Regions from separate parts of the Sus scrofa genome. Here region 2 is linked to region 1. Evidence: chromatin contacts called from public HiChIP or PLAC-seq data. All regions are on one chromosome and are shown on one strand. The core of a region is the stretch at or near the end of the contact, and the rest is flanking DNA. Distances in the headings are between cores, read along the strand shown.

Region 1 (5,873 bases), core at 1,901-4,400:
TTTCACAAAAGAATTCAAGGTTACAAACGATGAAGAGCTCTAATTTTGTTAAAAGAGTATACAAAAATATAGATAGACTTAGGAAGTCTTGAACCTCATTTTTTTAAAGATTCAGATATTCAGTGAGTGTTTGCTGACTTGCCCAACCCCTTTTTTTAGCAAGTTAGTTTCAACTGTCCGCTCTGATAAGGATAAACTGATTAACATTATCTTTGATATACATGTTGGTTTTCTGCTCTTTGTTTTCTTAATTTTATATTCTTACTATGGTCTCTCAGATCTCCATAAGGGTAAGTGATAGTTTGGTTTCAAGAAATCATAGGAATTTTTAACTAGAAATATTTTATTTCTTTAATATGCATCAGGAAAGATATATTTGTTTTCTCTTGGGAATTACTATTTGGGCCTACCTCTTGATTTTTCTAGACAGTGTTACAGAGCAGTTAAATAACAAAAGAACCAAAAGAGAGCTTGCGCCATTATAGATTGATTCATCAGCCCTTAAATGAGAGGAATTTGTTCTCTCCAAGGCAGAATTCAGTGGAGAAATTACTTGTTGCCCCTTAGCCTTACTGTCAAACATTTTAATATTACCGATTTGATACATTTGAGCAGTCTTTGACTACACTGATCAAGAAACATCACTACGTGCCTTACTTTCTAATGTGAGGTATGATCCTGATATTAAACCTTAAACTTCTAACTTAGTCCTAGAAACCGTGCACTACATGCCAAAATAATTTGTCCCATTTTTAAAGATGAGAAACTTAGGCTCAATATTAAACATGTCCAAAATCCATTTGCTTCTTAATAGGAAGGTAATTCTTTTTCTGAATGTAGCATCTCGGGGAGGGACTGGAAGATAGGAAAACAAGTGTATGTTCTCAGGCTGCATTTTCAAAATAGGTACTAATAATTTTATTTACTTAGTAATCTCTAGTTTCCAAAATAGCAAGAGCCATTTTAGCAAAATATCACTCCTAGAGGGGAATCCTGTTGTGTGGCTGATTCTGCCTTCTGTGTTCTCTGTGTCCAGTCAGAGAACCTTCCTAGCTCCTAGCTCCTAAAAAGAGTCTGATGGGATGGATGTCCTGGTGGGCTAGTAGTCAGCCTAGCAGGCAGATAGTGAACAGGGCACAGACATAAACTGAAGGATATTGGGGTCCATGGATGAGAAGACCAGATGACCAAAGGAGATCTGAGATTCTGAGATGGCAGGGGGTTTTTTTGGGAGGGGTGGTAGAAGCTTGGTTAATAGTGGGAGGACGGCAGCAGATAGAGAAGGTAGAGAATGAACTCAGGGAAGGTATAAGCAGGTGTCAGGATTTGCTTTCTGACCTATTATGGTGGTGTTGCCTTGGATATTTGTTTTCTAATTCGGGCAAAATGGGGAAGGGAGCCGGGCTTGTGAATAGGGCAAAGAGGAAAACTGAAGGAAAGAAAGATAGAAAGCCATACACTGGACTGAGAGAAGGAAGGGGAGGGTGGCAGAAGGACTATCTGACTGGATCGACCTAGGAGCAGGGCTGTACTTGGCTGGAGGACCATTTCATGTTTCTGCCCCTTTTCCACCTCAGGGTTCAGGGTGAAATCTGGTTGGAATAAACCTTTGGAACAGCCTTGAAGGAAAAAAAAGAAATCCCAGAGGGGTCAGTGTGAGGGTGTGAATGCTTAAGAGAGGACAGTTGTGGGATCGGGGGAGGGAGAGAATGGGCTGGAGTGGGGAGATTTATAGACATAGTGTATTGCATGAGGCGTGAGTCTTATTTAACACCAGTAGCTGGCGTCTCCTCCTTCACCTGTTGCCTCCTTGAGTCATGGCCCAGTAGCAGCATGGGTGGCTTGTCACATCCAGCTGCTGGGCCATCCCCTAAGTAACCTGTTGCCTGGGAGTCAAAGCACAAGCTGGAACAGGGTGAAGAGAGAGAGACTGTGTCAAAATAGGTATAGGTTGATTCACCAATATAGTGAGTGATATTAGATGCCAAGAGAAAAATGAAACAGAATAGCAGATGACAAATGTGAACCTTTATCTTGAGTCTGCTTTATATCTCCTAAATCCCCATGAGCTCAGCAATTCTCTTATGGTTATTAATGCCCCACACTGGAGTTGTGACCTTGGATTTTTTTTTTTTTTGTCTTTTCTATGGCCGCACCTATAGCATGTGGAGGTTCCCAGGCTAGGGGGTCTAATTGGAGCTGTAGCTGCCAGCCTACACCACAGCCACAGCAACGCCAGATCCAAACCGTGGCTGCGACCTACATCACAGCTCACAGCAATGCAAGATCGTTAACCCACTGAGCTAGGCCAGGGATCGAACCCACAACCCCATGGTCCCTAGTCCTATTCATTTCTGCTGTGCCACAAAGGAACTCCACCTTGGATATTTAAACTGCTTCAACTTCTCTGAGCCTTTGCTTTCTCTATAAACCGGAACTAACAAAATCCATCTCATGGGATTGTTAGGAGAATTTAAACAAAAGCTTAGGTCAAGTCCATAATATGGGTACACCCATCATAGGTACATGGCCTATCCTTAGTTGGGATGGGAACTATTTTTAAACTTAGAAGATGAACTTTATATGCTGCCATATAGGTAACCCAGTGCAACTGGAGCTTGAATCAACAAGCCTGGGCAAATGAGCTCAGAGTGTGCCTTTGAAATCTTGATCCCCATCGTGCTGATTTATGTGCCTCCCTAGCTTGCATGTGGGATCGCCCTGAGGTTGTTCACTGTAGTTTTAGCTTGTTACCTAGCACCCTTGGATAGCATATTTTTATTTACACTCTCACTGATCACTTGACCACAATTACTTTGAAAGAGTATGTATGAATGCAGCCACAAAAGAAACATTTCTCAGTTGTGAGGGTCTCACGTGGATCTTTAATCCACTTTGTCTAAAAACTGGAACGTTTCTTAGACTTTACTTTTCCCTCCACCAGAATGACCTCAGAGGCCCCTCCAAATGTTTTTTTTTTTTTCCGATTCTGTAGAATAGTGAGATTTTGATTATTAATAAGAGTGTCAAATATCAATCAACATCAGGTTACTAAATGTCTCTTTTGGGGTAAGAAGAAATGTGAACCAAAAATAGAACCCTTTAATCATCGCACAAATTTAAAATGGCAGTCCAGCTGAGAAACAGAGGAATGGATGAGATGACCTTGAACATAATTCCAGCCCAGATGGGCTAGTCATGGGTCTGACACTCGCCGTAGCCAGAGGGAAAAGAAATTCCCCGGCAGTGTAGTTGGTATCAGAGTTGAAAATGAGTCACTGAGTAGGTGATTGATCCCTTTCCGTTTTCCACTTGCCATCAGCCACTTTGCAGAGAAATCAAGCTTTAGTATACTTGATTCAAAAAAAAAAAAAAGATTTTTTTTTCTTTTTTAATTCCAAAAGTTCTTAGAGGTGAAAGAGATTTGTGAGATCACTTCACTTTCCTTCATTAAAAATGAGGTATTAAGGCACAGGAAAATTAAAGTGACACAGAACAAGAATCCTTTCTTACTTTTGTCAGGGCTTTTACTTTGTGTGGAATAAATAATTTTTGTCACTAAACAAGATCCTGTGTTCAGTCTTTATTGATATTATCACTTTTGAATGAAATTTTTACTTTGCTTTATCTTTGTTATTTATATTTGATCTTTGATTATTCTCTAGGCCAGATACCATTTTCATATGAGAAATAAATCAGGCATTTTTTTTTTTTTAAATTTTGGGTTTTGTCATTATTGTTTTGTATCTTTTGACTTCAGGTAACATAAGTCCAATAGTTAGGCCTTCACTAAGGAAATTTTGTTTTTGTGTAGTTACTGCAAGTAAACTGCTCCAAAGGCTTTCATAGACAAAATGAGGCTTAATATATGTGCATTTGTATTCAAATACATACAAAGAGAGGTAGATACGTACATACAAAAGCATATAGACATACTTATTGCCGTATACGTTAAGTAAGGCTGTTGGGTGTGAATGAGTTCCAGAGTTTACTGGTCCTATAGAGCAGTACAGAATGTTCAACACTAAGAATGAGAATGGTTGGGAAGCATCCCAGAAAAAGTGCTACTTAGGTTGGATCTTGAACATAGAAGGTTCATATTGGTTACTAATGAGGAAAGAGATGATAGTGCAAGGGCTGGATGAGGCAGGGTAGGATGGGACACTCCCTCAGATTGCCTTATTGTTTGTAGGTGTGGGTGAGGAATGGGTATTCTGGATGAAAGAGCCTGCCTGGAACAGAAAATCTGATTACAGGAACAGAGGCAGGTGTGAAAAGTGTAGATTGAGGCCCTACTGCAGAGCACCTCAAGTGTCAGATTAAGCTGTTTGGACAATACTCTGTCCACCCTAAAGAACCCTTGTGTTTTGTTTTCGGGGAAATGCTACAAGGAAAGTAACAAAATGGTTTTAGAAAGATAAATCTGATGGTGGTATGCAGGATGGATCACATTGAGGAGAAAGTGTGAAAGCAAAAAGAATCTGATAGGGAATTAGGCATGTAAGTGATGAGGGACTGGAATAGGATGGGAAGGAAAAGAAACGGATAGTTAGGAGAATGACTGCAGGAAAGGAGACTTTGCTGGGGCACTGCAGCCAGAGGAAAGTATGAAATTCTAAACTCAAGTAATAATAGAAGGAATAACAATTGGAAAATCAGGGAGAGAAGCTGATTTGAAGAGAGTGAGGTGGAAGATATGTCAGTTAAATCTTTAGACATGAAATTACATATCTAAATAGAAATGTCCTAGAGGCCTTCAATTGTCAGGACTGGATTTGTGGTGAAAAGACAGGCAACCTGGAAGTTGCCTGTATAGACCTGATGATTAGGGCCTTAAGGCTCAACTGTAAAATGGGAATAATAATAGTCCTCACAGAATTGTTATTAGTAATGAATGAGATAATGCCAGGCAAGTATTCTATGCTAGTCTTGGCAGGTAGTAGATGGTAAATAAATATTTATCAATATCAATCAGTATTAACTATTATTACTTTTAACTGTGGATTTTAGAGAAAGATAGTTTTGTGAATTATTAGAACTGGTATTCTGGAAGCTATATTAAAGTCGGTGACCTCGGAGCATAAAAAACCCTCTGAGTGATTTTAATCTAGACAAACCAGTCAAAATAACCATAACATCACTTATTGATCCAAAATTTTGATCAACGGAACAAGTTACCCTAGGGATAACAGCGCAATCCTATTCTAGAGTTCCTATCGACAATAGGGTTTACGACCTCGATGTTGGATCAGGACACCCAAATGGTGCAACTGCTATTGGAGGTTGATATGTTTTCTTACCCCAAATGGAAGTTCATATGTTCTGATTTGCATGCTTGCTCCTCTAGCTGTTACAGGACCAGCAGCAACAGCCCAAGCTATAATTGCTCATGTTTAGCTGTTGATCACTGTTTGTAAGACCTGGAGTGGGTTTTTTTTTTTAATCTAAATGGTTAAGGAAGTGGACTACTCTCTTGTTTGTTGTAATGTCTCTCATAAAACCTACAAGCCACACTTTGATTTCCTTTGCTGTGTCCAGAATCAAATCAACTTTGAGGGATTTATAAAGAGCTTGTGAAGAATGGTATTAGCTCAGTGTAAGTAAATGATCATTAGCTCAGTATTACTTCAGTGTTTTAAAACTGCATTCACCCAAAGTGGAGTGGACTTACGTAAGAGTGGAAAACATCCAGGAGAGGTGGGCTCTTAATTATGAAGAGTGGTGGGCCTCCTGAGGGGCAGAAGGGTGGACCAGATGTCCCAGAGGAGCTTTCGATCCTGGACGTATTCCACAGAATTCCATCACGGTCATGTGTCTGATGAGCCCATTCCACCTCACATGTGATTGACCTGCTGTCTCACAGAGCATTAGAG
Region 2 (5,873 bases), core at 2,169-4,668, 130 kb before region 1:
TAAGTTCTCCCTCACCATGAATGAAGTCCATTTTTATTAATTTGTTCAATAAGCTTCTTTAGAACATCAAATAGAAGCTAATGCTTGGTCACCTTAAGGGCAAAAAAAAAATACTAATTGCTGAACACAAAGAAGTTTCTGTGAACTGGTAACTAAAATGCAGCTAACATTTAAAAAGAAAAGGATTAGCTTTTCTAGAAGAGTCTCAAAATTAGATCTCACCATTTGGAGGTAGCTTGCGGGAAATAGTTTCCCTTGCTTATATTTCCCATTGTTCCACGGGGGCTTGAAACAAATAACCAAGACCATTAATACAGCCAATCCCCATTTATATGTCAGTTGGATCTTTGGTCTACCAGTGTCCTAAGGATTTAAGAGCTAAAATGTTTTGATGTCATTTAATGAAATCTTCTGTAAAACTTCAAAGTATTATCATTTCAGGCAGTCACACCTGCATGTTTAAAATGCCTTTGTGCAAAATGTAGCCCAATCTGCTTTCAAATCAGACCTTCAAAGAAGGGTAGATTTATATGTGTGACAGATCCCCTTAGGTGCTTCCCAACAAAGAAAAAGCAAAGGCGAGGGAGCCACTCCCACCCACCATCTCTGTGTCTTTGTGCCCAAGTATCAAATGGTACCTCAAAAACAAGAGCAGAGAAAACCTAAGTACCTCTCTGCTGGAGATCCAAAGCAAAATACAGGTCTTCTGGTAGAAATGATGCCTAAGAAATCACACCTAGTTGGCAAATAAGTGGAAGGAGAAAGTAGAAATGGAGGGGGGGCATGCTTTTCACGAACGGTGAATATTTATGAAAAGGCAACGCCTTTTTAAGAGCAGCTAAGCTCAGAAGTCACAGACATCGGATGTCTGCCATTAACAGAGTTAGTTCCACTGCAGTGTGTAATTAACAGTCAGATGAACAGTTTCCTAAGTATTTAGGAGAGTAGTTCACAAATGCATCAGTTTAATAGAATCATCTGGGAATCTTTTAAAAGTTCCAAAAAGTGAAGGAAGAAAATATCAAAGGTTTGGAGACCAGTTGGAGGACGATAGCAATGTTCAAGAATAAAGTCTGGAGTTCCTTGGTGGCCTAGCAGTTAAGGACTTGGCGTTGTCACTGCTATGGCTTGAGTTACTGGAGTGGCTTGGGTTCCATCCCTAGGCTGGGAACTTTTGCACGCCAAGGGTACAGCCAAAAATAAATGAATAAATAAAGTCCCATAAAGGCCCCATACCAGCAAAGGAGCTGGATGGCAGGAATTTAAAGGAAGAGCTAGTTTAAAAAGATGAACGGGTCCGTATATTGGATTCAGTAACCGCTAGCTGTATGATTTTATCAAGTCGATGTAAAATGGTTCTGAAAATATATGAAGGTTTATAATCCTTGTTGTTATATATATATATAGGATTATATATGGACTAAAAATAGGTTGATAACTTGTATTCCAATATAGAATTGAAGGTTGATTTATCTCAATGCCTAGATTTCCTACCTTTCATTTAGGAGAAAATGTTCCAGATGTCAAATATTCTAGAAAACCAAGGTTCATGATCTTATTTGAACTATGTAATGAAAATCTTTAAAAGGTGTTAGGCTCATTCTTAAGCCCTTGAAGACGTGCACTGAAAGTAATTAAATCATTTTTACTGGCTCTGGTCATCATTACGCATGTCTACTTTTATACTTCTCTGTCATTCACAAATACCGAAGGATCTATGAGCTCTCCCCGTACTATAAAGGGCCCCTAACTTTGCTACACTTTAGTGTTTCATCTGCTGCTCCCAGTGGTTACTTTGGGTTGTTGCTACTGACCCTACCCTTGGTGCCATCTTCTTTGATCTGCTGCTCCTTCCTCCTTGACAAACCAGGTTACAAAGCCATTGCATCGAGCCTAGAGTGAGAGCAAATTAACTCCAAATAGTAATGAATTTGAGGGCAATCCATCTTTAAGGAAGGGCTTTAGGATATTTATTTATTTATTTTTACTTCCTCAATACATTATTTTTTTTTTCCTACTGTACAGCAAGGTGACCCAGTCACACATACATGTATACATTCTTTTTTCCTCACATTATATTTAATGCATGTCACAAATATGTTTTTTGAAATCAATTTACTTGCCTGTTGTGGAGTTCTTTTCACCTACTTACTAGGTGTAAAGAATAAAATAATGCAAATCTCTGGATTACTCATCGCTGGATAAGTAAATTGTTACTGTACTACTAGAACTAATAAAATGAATACTGATTTATCATTAAGTGATCAACAAAGGTATATTTAATTCTGTGCTCTGTGTTTCAGGGAAAGTGTTTAATTCTTTAAAAAATTTTTTATTAAAGTATAGTTGATTTACACTGTTGTGTCATTGTCTGTTGTATAACAAAGTGACCCAGTTAATACATATATATATATATATGTATGTACATTCTATTTCTCATATTATCTTCTGTTATGTTCTATCACAAACGGTTGGACATAGTTCCCTGTGCTATACAATAGGAAAGTATGTTTAATTCTTTGCTCTGGGTTTCAAGGAAACAGAAATGAATAAGATATAGTCTCATCTCAAGAATTTAGCAAGATACAATTGTACCTAAGAAAAAGGCACCAAGAATCTTAGTCCCAGGATTGTGTCACAGAGAGGAAGTATAAGAATTCAGAAGAGCCAAAGATCAAATTCAGACAATAATAAGCAGTGATGGACCTTGAACATTTCCCACATACTATAGAGTTAGTTACATGGCCCACCTGGCTAGACTTTTATAATGTGGGAGTTAATGGATGATCACTACCTAACCTTGGAGATTTAGGATTGCTTCCAGCATCCCAGTAAAATAGACCTTTTCACCCAGAACCATTTGCTATTACAAAAGAGAGGTGAGTGCTTGTGATTTATTAACATTCCTTGCTCAGCATCTGGCACTTAGCTTGTGAAACTTGTGGAAAGATCAATGACCTCAGGGTTTAAGGGCCAGAGCTATAATCCCAGCTCTGTCACTTAGCTTCCTGTTTAAAACTTTTGTCAGTAATTTAACCTGTTTTTTCTTCAATAAAATGAGGATATTAGGTGAGATAATATCTAAGGACTCAGTTAAATCTTTGTATAATGTTTTACTGTTTTAAAAAATTCATGCTTCTAATTCCCTTTATTTTCTTTAGTTATATTCCCCTAAAAAGTGAATAAAAGATATACTAAGTTGGTATATGAATTCTACTTTTTCCAGTGTGGCTCTTGAGAGAATACTCTTGACACCATTTGCTGTTTTGCATTTTCAACAAAGAGTTAAAAGAAAATTCTGACTCCCCTGGCTAGTCATCTCTCCAGTTGGCAAAAGTCTTCATGTGGACTTGATGGTTGCCTGGAGCAACAAAATATTAGGGACAGAAACATATTCAGGGACTCGATTGTATAAGTGACTCAGAGCTGAGAGACCTTTTCCAGCTTGACAAGAGCCCATACTTAGCTAGAGAGGGTATTTGTCTATGCCTGTCCACACTATTCCTCTGACTTAGAGGTGCCTAGGATTTTGCTAAAATACAGAAATACAGAAACTAGCCTGGAAACCTGCAGTGGGGAGTTAAATGATCAGAAGGCAATCTTCTTCATTCAGCATACCATACCACACATGAACAATCACGTAGGATGAGTAAATATAAACAAGATGAAGAGACTGATCATGGGCTTTGAAGAGCAGATACCAAGAACATTATGAGAACTCAATAAAAATTTACTCTAAGAGCCACAATTCAAAGCCAGTTATCTCTTTTGAGTTGGGAGATCCCAGTGGAGGAGTTCCTCCTGAAAATCCTTATGCTTTTCCTTCCCTCGGTTGGAACCAGACATCTCTATGCTCTGAGCTAAAATGTGAATTTTTTAAAAGTTTTTCTGTTTGTAAAATCCTTAAATCCTGAGGCCAGCCCCTCTTGGTTTCATCCCTCTGTCTGTGTCTGCGATACCAATTACTCAAGCTTGTTAAGAGAGTTATTAGCATCCGGGAGTCCTGTCTTTTGCTTCCAGTCAGTGTTGCCTGGAGCAAGAATTAGAAGAAGATTAGTCAAGTCTCCTTCCTTGAAATCCTTTCTCTTTAGCTGTTTAACTAGGTTTCATTTTAATTATGTGTTCAGTTGGTGTTCTTTATCCAGTACATGTTCTTCCCACTTGCACATGAACAAGTTCATGATGATAATGGTAACAGTTATCAACTAAATTACTTTTTCTCCTACTTGAATATTTATCGAGTGTCCTTAAGATTGGAAGCTGACCTTCTTCGTGTGGACACTGTGATTTGTCATGAATATTCTTTTTGAGTGATTGGAAATATAGTCTTACACTCAAATGGTTTACAGTAGTAACTCTTAGGCTCATAACCATAGCAGCTGTTTGGAAACATGGCTTCAGATCACTTGTTTGCAAATGTCTTTTTCCATACAACCCTGCGTGGAGTGGAACCCATATACGTTACTTGACATGTGAAACACATGTGACCCTGGCAGATGATTTGGCCGACCTTGAAAACTACAGCTGTTTAGTCACTTTAAAAACAACCTGATACAAGTGATTTACTAGGCTTGGGCATAAACCATTTTATGCTGACTGATGGGAATTCTGACCCTTCAGGGAAAGGGAGGAAAAAAAGCATAAGACAACGGAAATGTGTCATCTTGGGTGTTAATATTGTCATTAATTTTAATATGTTTCTTTATAAAAACTGCAATGAAGACTGCTTAGTGTGATGAGAGAAAAGTAATAATATCCATGTGGCTTTATTTTGCTTTATTTTAAATAAATTTAATGAAGGAGTCCAAGTCTTAACTTTGTTTCCTCTCATCCATATCAAGAGCAATCTATAATCTTCTAAAAAGATCAGTGCTTCCTTATTTACTATAAAAGATGTTCCCTTCTTAAGGATTACATGGTGGAGGGTTAACATGCTCTTCCAAGGCAGTGCTGTGTGTGCTCCAGCTGCTGTATATACACACTATTTTCGTTAGACTTTTGTTCAGCTAGAGTGAAAGAGGTCTGAAAAATTATGATTTAATCAAGATAGAAATTTACCTCCCTTTCCTATAAAAGAGATCCAGAACAGGATTCAGGGGTGATATGGCTGAATCACCCATATCAGCTCCAAGACCATCAGGGACCTATGGTTCTTTCAAATTAATTCCTCCATCATCCCTAGGTTATAGGATTTGCCTCCATGTTCCAAAATAATTTCTAGAGCTCTAGCCATCTCATCTAAATGCCAGCATCAAGACAGAGAAAGAGAGGAAGAACAGCAAACCCCTACCTTTTCAAGGAGACTTCCCAGAAAGCCCATGTAGTGCTTCTATGTATATCTCTTGGACTCAGACTTTACCACATGTCACATTTAGCTCCAAAGGATACTGGGAAGTAGTATTTTTTCCCTGGCAATCCCCTAATTTGAGGATTTCAATCTACTTTGAGTAAACGAGGCCTTACCTAACCTCTCCTTCTTGTCTACCCAGTTTCTCTCAAATTCTTTGACATCCTGTTCTTGTACATCTTGGGAAGAATCCAACCCTCTGTCAGTTTCACAATCTGCCTTTTCCACTTCCTTACCTGAACTCCTGGTTCAGGGGGGAACCCCACATCACAATGCTTCAAACTAGCATTCCAGTATAGCTGGACCATCAGTTTCACTAGACATTTTGTCCTTGCTCTGCTCCCTCTCTCAGCCCCCTTGTGTTTATTCCAGACCTCCTCCCCATTTTCAAGGCCCCCGGGCCAGCAGCTGCTCATCACCTTTCAGCAAATGACCTCACTTGTTGCTCAGTTGATAAAATCATTGTCAGAACAGGAACTGTCTCATCCCTCAGATCCTCTTACTGCCATCCAGACCCATCCTTTGC

Evidence for each region. HiChIP or PLAC-seq counts read pairs in DNA pulled down with a chosen protein or histone mark.
Region 2: a contact with region 1 is called in an H3K27ac HiChIP or PLAC-seq map of skeletal muscle. The contact joins two enhancer-like sites. A contact is called at or near these places in 13 of 47 Hi-C or Micro-C datasets (alveolar macrophages, blood, embryonic fibroblasts and 7 more) and 1 of 2 datasets of contacts at active chromatin or transcription factors (skeletal muscle).

What each region holds. Positions count from the first base shown.
Region 1 is chr16:37,934,383-37,940,255 of Sscrofa11.1, reverse strand. All of the region lies in intron 10 of PDE4D (cAMP-specific 3',5'-cyclic phosphodiesterase 4D), which reads left to right. Among named protein-coding and RNA genes, the nearest start is that of RAB3C, 530 kb to the right of the region's middle. Within about 2 kb of position 3,150, at least 3 of the 83 cell types and tissues checked have an H3K27ac peak or open chromatin away from gene starts, as enhancers often do. A contact at or near this core is called in fetal skeletal muscle and skeletal muscle, where this site is marked.
Region 2 is chr16:38,067,491-38,073,363 of Sscrofa11.1, reverse strand. The region is part of intron 9 of PDE4D (cAMP-specific 3',5'-cyclic phosphodiesterase 4D); the gene reads left to right. Among named protein-coding and RNA genes, the nearest start is that of MIR582, 510 kb to the left of the region's middle. Within about 2 kb of position 3,418, at least 7 of the 83 cell types and tissues checked have an H3K27ac peak or open chromatin away from gene starts, as enhancers often do. A contact at or near this core is called in fetal skeletal muscle and skeletal muscle, where this site is marked.